2 separate regions of the Arachis hypogaea genome follow, and region 2 is linked to region 1. Evidence: chromatin contacts called from public Hi-C data. All regions are on one chromosome and are shown on one strand. Each heading gives the region's core, a stretch centred on a gene start, on an enhancer-like site or on the middle of the called end of the contact. The rest is flanking DNA. Distances are from core to core; before and after follow the strand shown. Region 1 holds the start of LOC112740258. Region 2 holds the start of LOC112741461 (homeobox-leucine zipper protein ATHB-14).

Region 1 (3,307 bases), core at 682-3,181:
GAAAATAATAATAATTTAAAACTCAAAGACTTAATTTTCTTATCTTTCTTCCTTATTTATTTCATTTTTGGACTTCTATTCTAATTAGAGGTGCATAACTTTTTGTTTTAGGAAATAGTATACTAAAATTTAATTATTTTTTGTTTTTATAGTTGTTAACATATGATTTATGATTAATTATAATTATAATTTCACATAATATAAAATTGATATATCATAGATGTTTTAGTGATTTTTAACTCAGTTTCAATGTTTATAAAAATTGAAAATATATCTTTAACTGTGATTTAAAAATTATTATTTTTATATATACCATTTAAATAGTCTAAAATATCTTTACATCGAAATATTAGTTTACTCTATACATATATTTTTTACACTAATATTAAATATTTGACAAGCATTCAATAAAAATAATTAAAACAACAAAGAAATAAACAATAAATTTGAATAAGCCCATAATATTATTATAGTCAAACGAAAATAAAAAACCAAATGCTTATTTTTGTCCAAAGAACAAAACCACCATATACTTATAACAAGCAAGGGTTTCTTTTATTCACAAAGAAACAAGTTTATTTATTTATTTATTTATTGGGTTCACTTGTCACCCAATGCAACAAGGAACATATATATAATTGAGAGTCTTTTTTTTTTTTTTCGCCTCTTGAATTTTTTTTATTTGGTGTCAGAAGTAAGGCATAGGCCCAACCAAAGGGTTGTGAATGCTGCCACTTTCTTCCAAACACAAAAACGCTGCTTCATCTTCTTGCCGCTGCATCTCCTCACAATACGGCACACCATCTGCACCGTTGGCGCCACAACTCTCAACACCCGCCTGATCTTGACACGTGTACATGGGCACTGAAATGGGCCCATCGAAACACAGCAACGGATCATGAGAAGAACAACCCCGTTCTCCAACTCTAGCTATGTTGTTTGACACAGCTGCCGTAGTAACCGCTGCAGGTGCAGGGTCTGTAATGCTGCTGCTGACTACGCCAGACGTTGCCAACGACGTCGTTGAAGCGCTTCCGTTGGCCTTGGGCTTGATTGGTGACAAATTCGCGGTTGCAGCACGGGAACCACATAGTGGACACTTCACCAAAGCCTCCATTATTCATTCCATATAATAAAAACAACAACAATTAAAATCCGGTGTGAATAATTATATTGGTCAATGCAATTAAACACGATGGTGCATTCACTTCTCAAATTGTAAACATCATACATACGTCACCTTATAGGTAACAAATTGAGAAATATTATTATATCTAGTTATTTTACGGAAATTAATAATTATGGTTTTGATATTTATTTAACATTCAATAAATAAAACTAATTCATGACAATAATGCTGCTAATGATGAAATGCATGATCCAATACTTGCTTTTCTCAACCAGAATTTTAATCTATAAAATTTTGCCTTGAAAAAAAAAAAGAAAAAAAAAAAGCAGTGTTGGAATTACTTGTTAGTTGTTACTTACCTTGGAGCGGTAGGTGGTGCCGTCAGGGTCAACGACGAAGCCAGCTTCGTTGGCAAGGTGGCGGAGAACGGCATTGATATCGGAGCGATGAGAGAGAGGGTAGCCACCATGGTTTCTTAGACCTCTGAATATGTTGGTGGTGATGGCCCTTCTCTTCCTCTCTCTCATCTTCGTCTTCTCCTTCTCACTCTCACTCCTCTTCTTCTCACTACCACCCTTCTTCTTCATCATCTTCTTCTTGTTCTTCTCTCTGTTTCTCTCTGCTCCTGTGTTTATGAAGTGGAGTGGGAGTGACTAGTAGTAATAAACTAATATAGTTGTGATGAAGCACAAAAAAACATACAAAACTGTTTTCAGGTAAACCGGGGAGGTTTTGATCGAACGGGTTTGGAATGTGCCACGTGGAGAGGAGATGGGAATTGATGGTGGTGATGATGCTGGGGTTTCTGCATGATCCAGTGAAGAAGGTATAGGAGAAGGAGTGAATATTGCATGTTAAATTTGTTGGTTGCACTCTTAAGATATACTACAACCACGTGAGCCTCACGTGTTGCATATGTGCTCTTCCATTTGACTTGAATGCAATTAAGTTAAAGAAAATAATTGTAAATTTTTTAAACTAGACCATATTAATTATTTTCTTCCTATTGTAATATTATATTCCTATAATAATTAATGTTAGTACTTAGTACATATTTCTTAATCCACCATCTTATTTATTAAATAAATGTGTATAACAAGTTTATATATATAAAGAATGATATTTTAAGAAAATAAAATTGTGGACTAAAACTTTCCAATCTTTTTTTGTATATAGAAAATTAATGACAAGAGTGAGAGATTACAGCCTTAAAGGTATAAATTTAGTTTCTTGTGAAATATACTTATATAATTTTAAATTTATTATTTTAATAATTTTTTAATTGATGTGTGTGATAAAATTGAATATTTTAATAAAAATATTATATGTATATTAAAATTATTCATCAAAATCAGTATTATGTATATATGTATAAATATATGTATTGTTTAACTCATTTATGTATTTATGATTAGGAAAGTATGGGGAGCCAATGGAATACTTGTACAATGCAAACAATGGAGGTTTATGGAATATTAGAGATATAATCATTAGTGTTACCTTTTCTCATCAGCGTAAGCTTTTGGGATGAGTGGTATCATGATATGGTATTAGAGCTCTACATACGAAAAGTTAAGAGTTCGATTCTTGGTGAACCCTAAAATTAGCTTAAATTTTTGTTATCATGATTATATAAAGAGGAGTATACGACACATAAAATATGGGAAAGAATTCTAAAAGAACAAATAATAACAATGAAGAGAGAGAATATTCATAAATAATATTCTAAAGGAATAAATCTATTTATTATTTATTATCTACTAAAATATTTTTCAAACAATTAACTCATGTATAACAATTGTAAATAAGTGAAGTTTGACATGAAATTACTTCTCCTAAAAACTTAATTCCATAGGAATTGGCGGAAAAAATTGAGGCGAAAATTAAGAAAAATCATAATGAAGATGGCGTAATAAATAAGTAGCATTTATAGTTACATAAAGAGAAGCCTACGCATGAAATACAGTAAGGGTGTACATGGTACGGGCCGGATCATTTTAGAGGCTAATTTGATGTGATTTGATCATGTCTAGAGCCGGGTAAGGGTCTCAAAAATAGACATGGTCATTATTTATGGCCGAATCTGGATCAAGACGAACTCGACCCTAAAATTAGCTTAAAATTTTGTCATTATGATTATATAAAGAGGAGTATACGACGCATAAAATACAGGAAAGA
Region 2 (2,969 bases), core at 226-2,725, 150 kb after region 1:
AAAGAAAAATCTTTGTTACAGGGTTACTTACCCAGCTGGGTTGTTAGCATCCCTTTGGGGATGCTGAGGTGTTGGGTTTTGCTGTTGTTGGTTCTGACCACTCATCACAACAGACTCACAGCTATTGTCTGTGGTAGTAGTAGCAGATGCCTGGAAACGACACACCACATGACAAGATCCTTATCTTAAAACAAACATTTCCATTTTATGTGTGATAAAACAAAAAGTGTATCAAATATCATCAAGAAGTTCAAAAAACAACAAAAAAATAGATTGAACTCTTGAAGAGAAGAATGTTCTTACAGTATGAATTTGTTGCTTCATATATCCATTTTCATAGACCAAATGGGAGACCTGCTTCTGCAACCGGTCATTCTCCTCCATCAACAGCTTGTTCATTGCAGTCAGCTTTCTATTCACTGTCTGCAGGCGAGAGGCTTCTTTCCTTTGCTTCTCACGGCATCTACACAAGAACATTGTCAGTATCTTTCAAGACAGGAACAAACTCAACAAATCAAGAAAGCAGAAACTTCTCAAGAGGGAACCAAACAGAACCATGACAATGGTTGTTAAGTGTTAGCCAAAAAAGGCAAAGCATTTTCCTCCCCAATCTGATATTCACACAAGAGACTCAACAAACTTGGAAATATATTGCTATCAGACCAAAAATCCGGTTTTTTCCAAAGTTGACAACTTTTGAAGACACTTAACAAAAACAGAATCAATGAAAGGTGAAAAAAGGGAGACAAAAAAAAAAGTTAAGACTTTTTGCACAAAGTTATGAAACGTTGCAATGTTGAAAACAAAGGGGTCCATAATATACCTTCGGTTCTGGAACCAGACTTTGATCTGTTTAGGCTCAATGTTTGAGAGGATTGGGCACTCTCTGATGAGTTGTTGTCTTCTCAAAGAAGAAGGCTTTGGACATTCAGCATAGACCCTTTCCAAAGCCTCAACTTGTTCAGGTGTGTACCTCACGTACTTGCTTGAATCCATGCTATTTGACGCGTCCTTGTGCATAGAAAGTGCCATTGAAGCGAAAACACAAACACAAAGAAGACACAGCCCACGAAGAAGAAAACAGAAAAGGTTGTTACTTTGAGCTGAAAATGGAGTATGTATGTATGGAGAGAGAAAGAAGAAAGAGGTGAGTGTTTAGTAGTTTGGTTCTTCTTTCTCAGCTTCTTTGGTGGTGGTAATCTCGGGTAGGCTCTCTTGTCGAAGAGAGCCTCCACTCTCCTTCATTAGATGATGGTGATGAAGAATGGAGTTTGTGGTGTTTGAAGTTGTGGAGAGAGCTTTTGTTTGGAGTGAGAAGAGTGTGTGTGGGTATGGCAGTGGTCTTTATCTTTGACACCAATCTCGAGAGAGAGAGAGAGAGAGAAGGGTACCCACAGAAAGATATGGAAGAAAGAGCAGAGAGGAGGAAGAAGAAGAGTATGTTTGTGTAGTGTACGTGTGTGTTTTATGTGCTCTATTATCAAAGGAACGCTACACATCATTTATAATTTATTATTTTTAGTGCTATTAATATTTAAAAATATAATTAGATTATAAAATTAGAAAAATTAGTTAATGATTACAAATAATAATTAAAAATAATAAATTTTATTTTTTTTAGTATTTATTTTATTATTTTTACTCTAAATATGTAAAATTATGAGTTAATCTTTAATCTGAATATTTTTATTTTTGATATTGGATTAATAATATTATTTTTTTGAATTGTACACTGTTCAAGTATTAATCTTAAATATAAAATCATTTAATTTGAGAAGTAGAAATTGAATTTTATTTTAAAAAGATTAAAAATTTTAAAATACATAAATTAGACTCTTTAATTTTAGTTCTTTTTACGATTTTAAAAAATATCAAAAATTATAATGTTGACATATATTATTCATTTTATTTTTATAAAAAAATAGCATCAATCTGATCTTTAAAGTTACATGCAAGCATCATATTTTAATAAAAATACTATTTATATACGAAATTCAGTCACTAATGTATTTATATATAAATATATATGTAGTTTAATTTATTTTTAATATATATTTTTATATTCTAATATGTATTTATATTGATAGTTGATTTTGACAACTAATTTTAATGTATATATAGCACAGTTATATATATTTTTTGAAGTTTCAATTACCTATATATAATCTTAAAATTTCATAAACGTGATTTGCATTAATTCGTATGACTGGTGGAACCAGAATTTTAATATTAGTGGGACTAAATTTTTAATTTATAATTACTCTTATTTCTTTCAACCATTTATAATATTTTTAACTTTAAACTTTTTTTGTGTTTTAATTATTCTGTTTGTCTAAAATCTATGAAAATTTTAATTAGATTTTTATAATTTAAAAGTTTATATAATTAAATTTTTTATTAGATAAAATTATAAATTAGATTTTTTCAAGCTATTCTTTGTTAAAAAATATAAATAATTTTTAAAATTTTATTTTTGTATTTGATACAAAATACATCATGAAATATTCTAAAAGTAAATATTCTAATATTTTCTATTTTTGCTAAAAAATAATTAATAAAAATTTAATTATAAATTTTTATTTAACATAAAAATTCAATCATAAATTTTTAAATTATATGAATTTTATTAAAAATTTAGTAAATTACAAAAATTAATAAAATAATTAAATCTTATTATAATTAACTTATTATTAGTATCTATAAAATTATTATTTAAAAAAATTGGATAAATTTATATCAAAATTATGTTTAATAAACATAAAAAAACCTAAAAGTAAATAGTAATTTAATAAAATATATATATGAAGATGTTGAGATTTTTGGGAATTATGACCCATGTTGTCCTTTTGGTTTAATTTTGTCATTATCTATCATAATTTTTTATATACAAATGTTAATAAAGTATTAGTATAGACAGTTCAAGAGTAAAGATTCAATCTGGTCCCTGTTCATTTCTAATTAGGACAATG

Evidence for each region. Hi-C and Micro-C count contacts between places; a contact is called where the count stands out from the background.
Region 2: a Hi-C map of an unstated tissue shows a contact between it and region 1, with 3 times the contacts expected there. The contact joins the promoter of LOC112741461 here to the promoter of LOC112740258 in region 1. A contact is called at or near these places in 3 of 8 Hi-C or Micro-C datasets (leaf and an unstated tissue).

What each region holds. Positions count from the first base shown.
Region 1 is chr14:10,670,286-10,673,592 of arahy.Tifrunner.gnm2.J5K5, forward strand. LOC112740258 reads right to left here and starts at 1,932. Exons shown (of 2, transcript XM_025789033.3): 1 at 1,489-1,932; 2 at 536-1,111. The coding sequence starts at 1,719. The coding sequence ends at 689.
Region 2 is chr14:10,824,294-10,827,262 of arahy.Tifrunner.gnm2.J5K5, forward strand. LOC112741461 (homeobox-leucine zipper protein ATHB-14) reads right to left here and starts at 1,476. Exons shown (of 18, transcript XM_025790462.3): 1 at 824-1,476; 2 at 304-463; 3 at 32-150. The coding sequence starts at 1,032.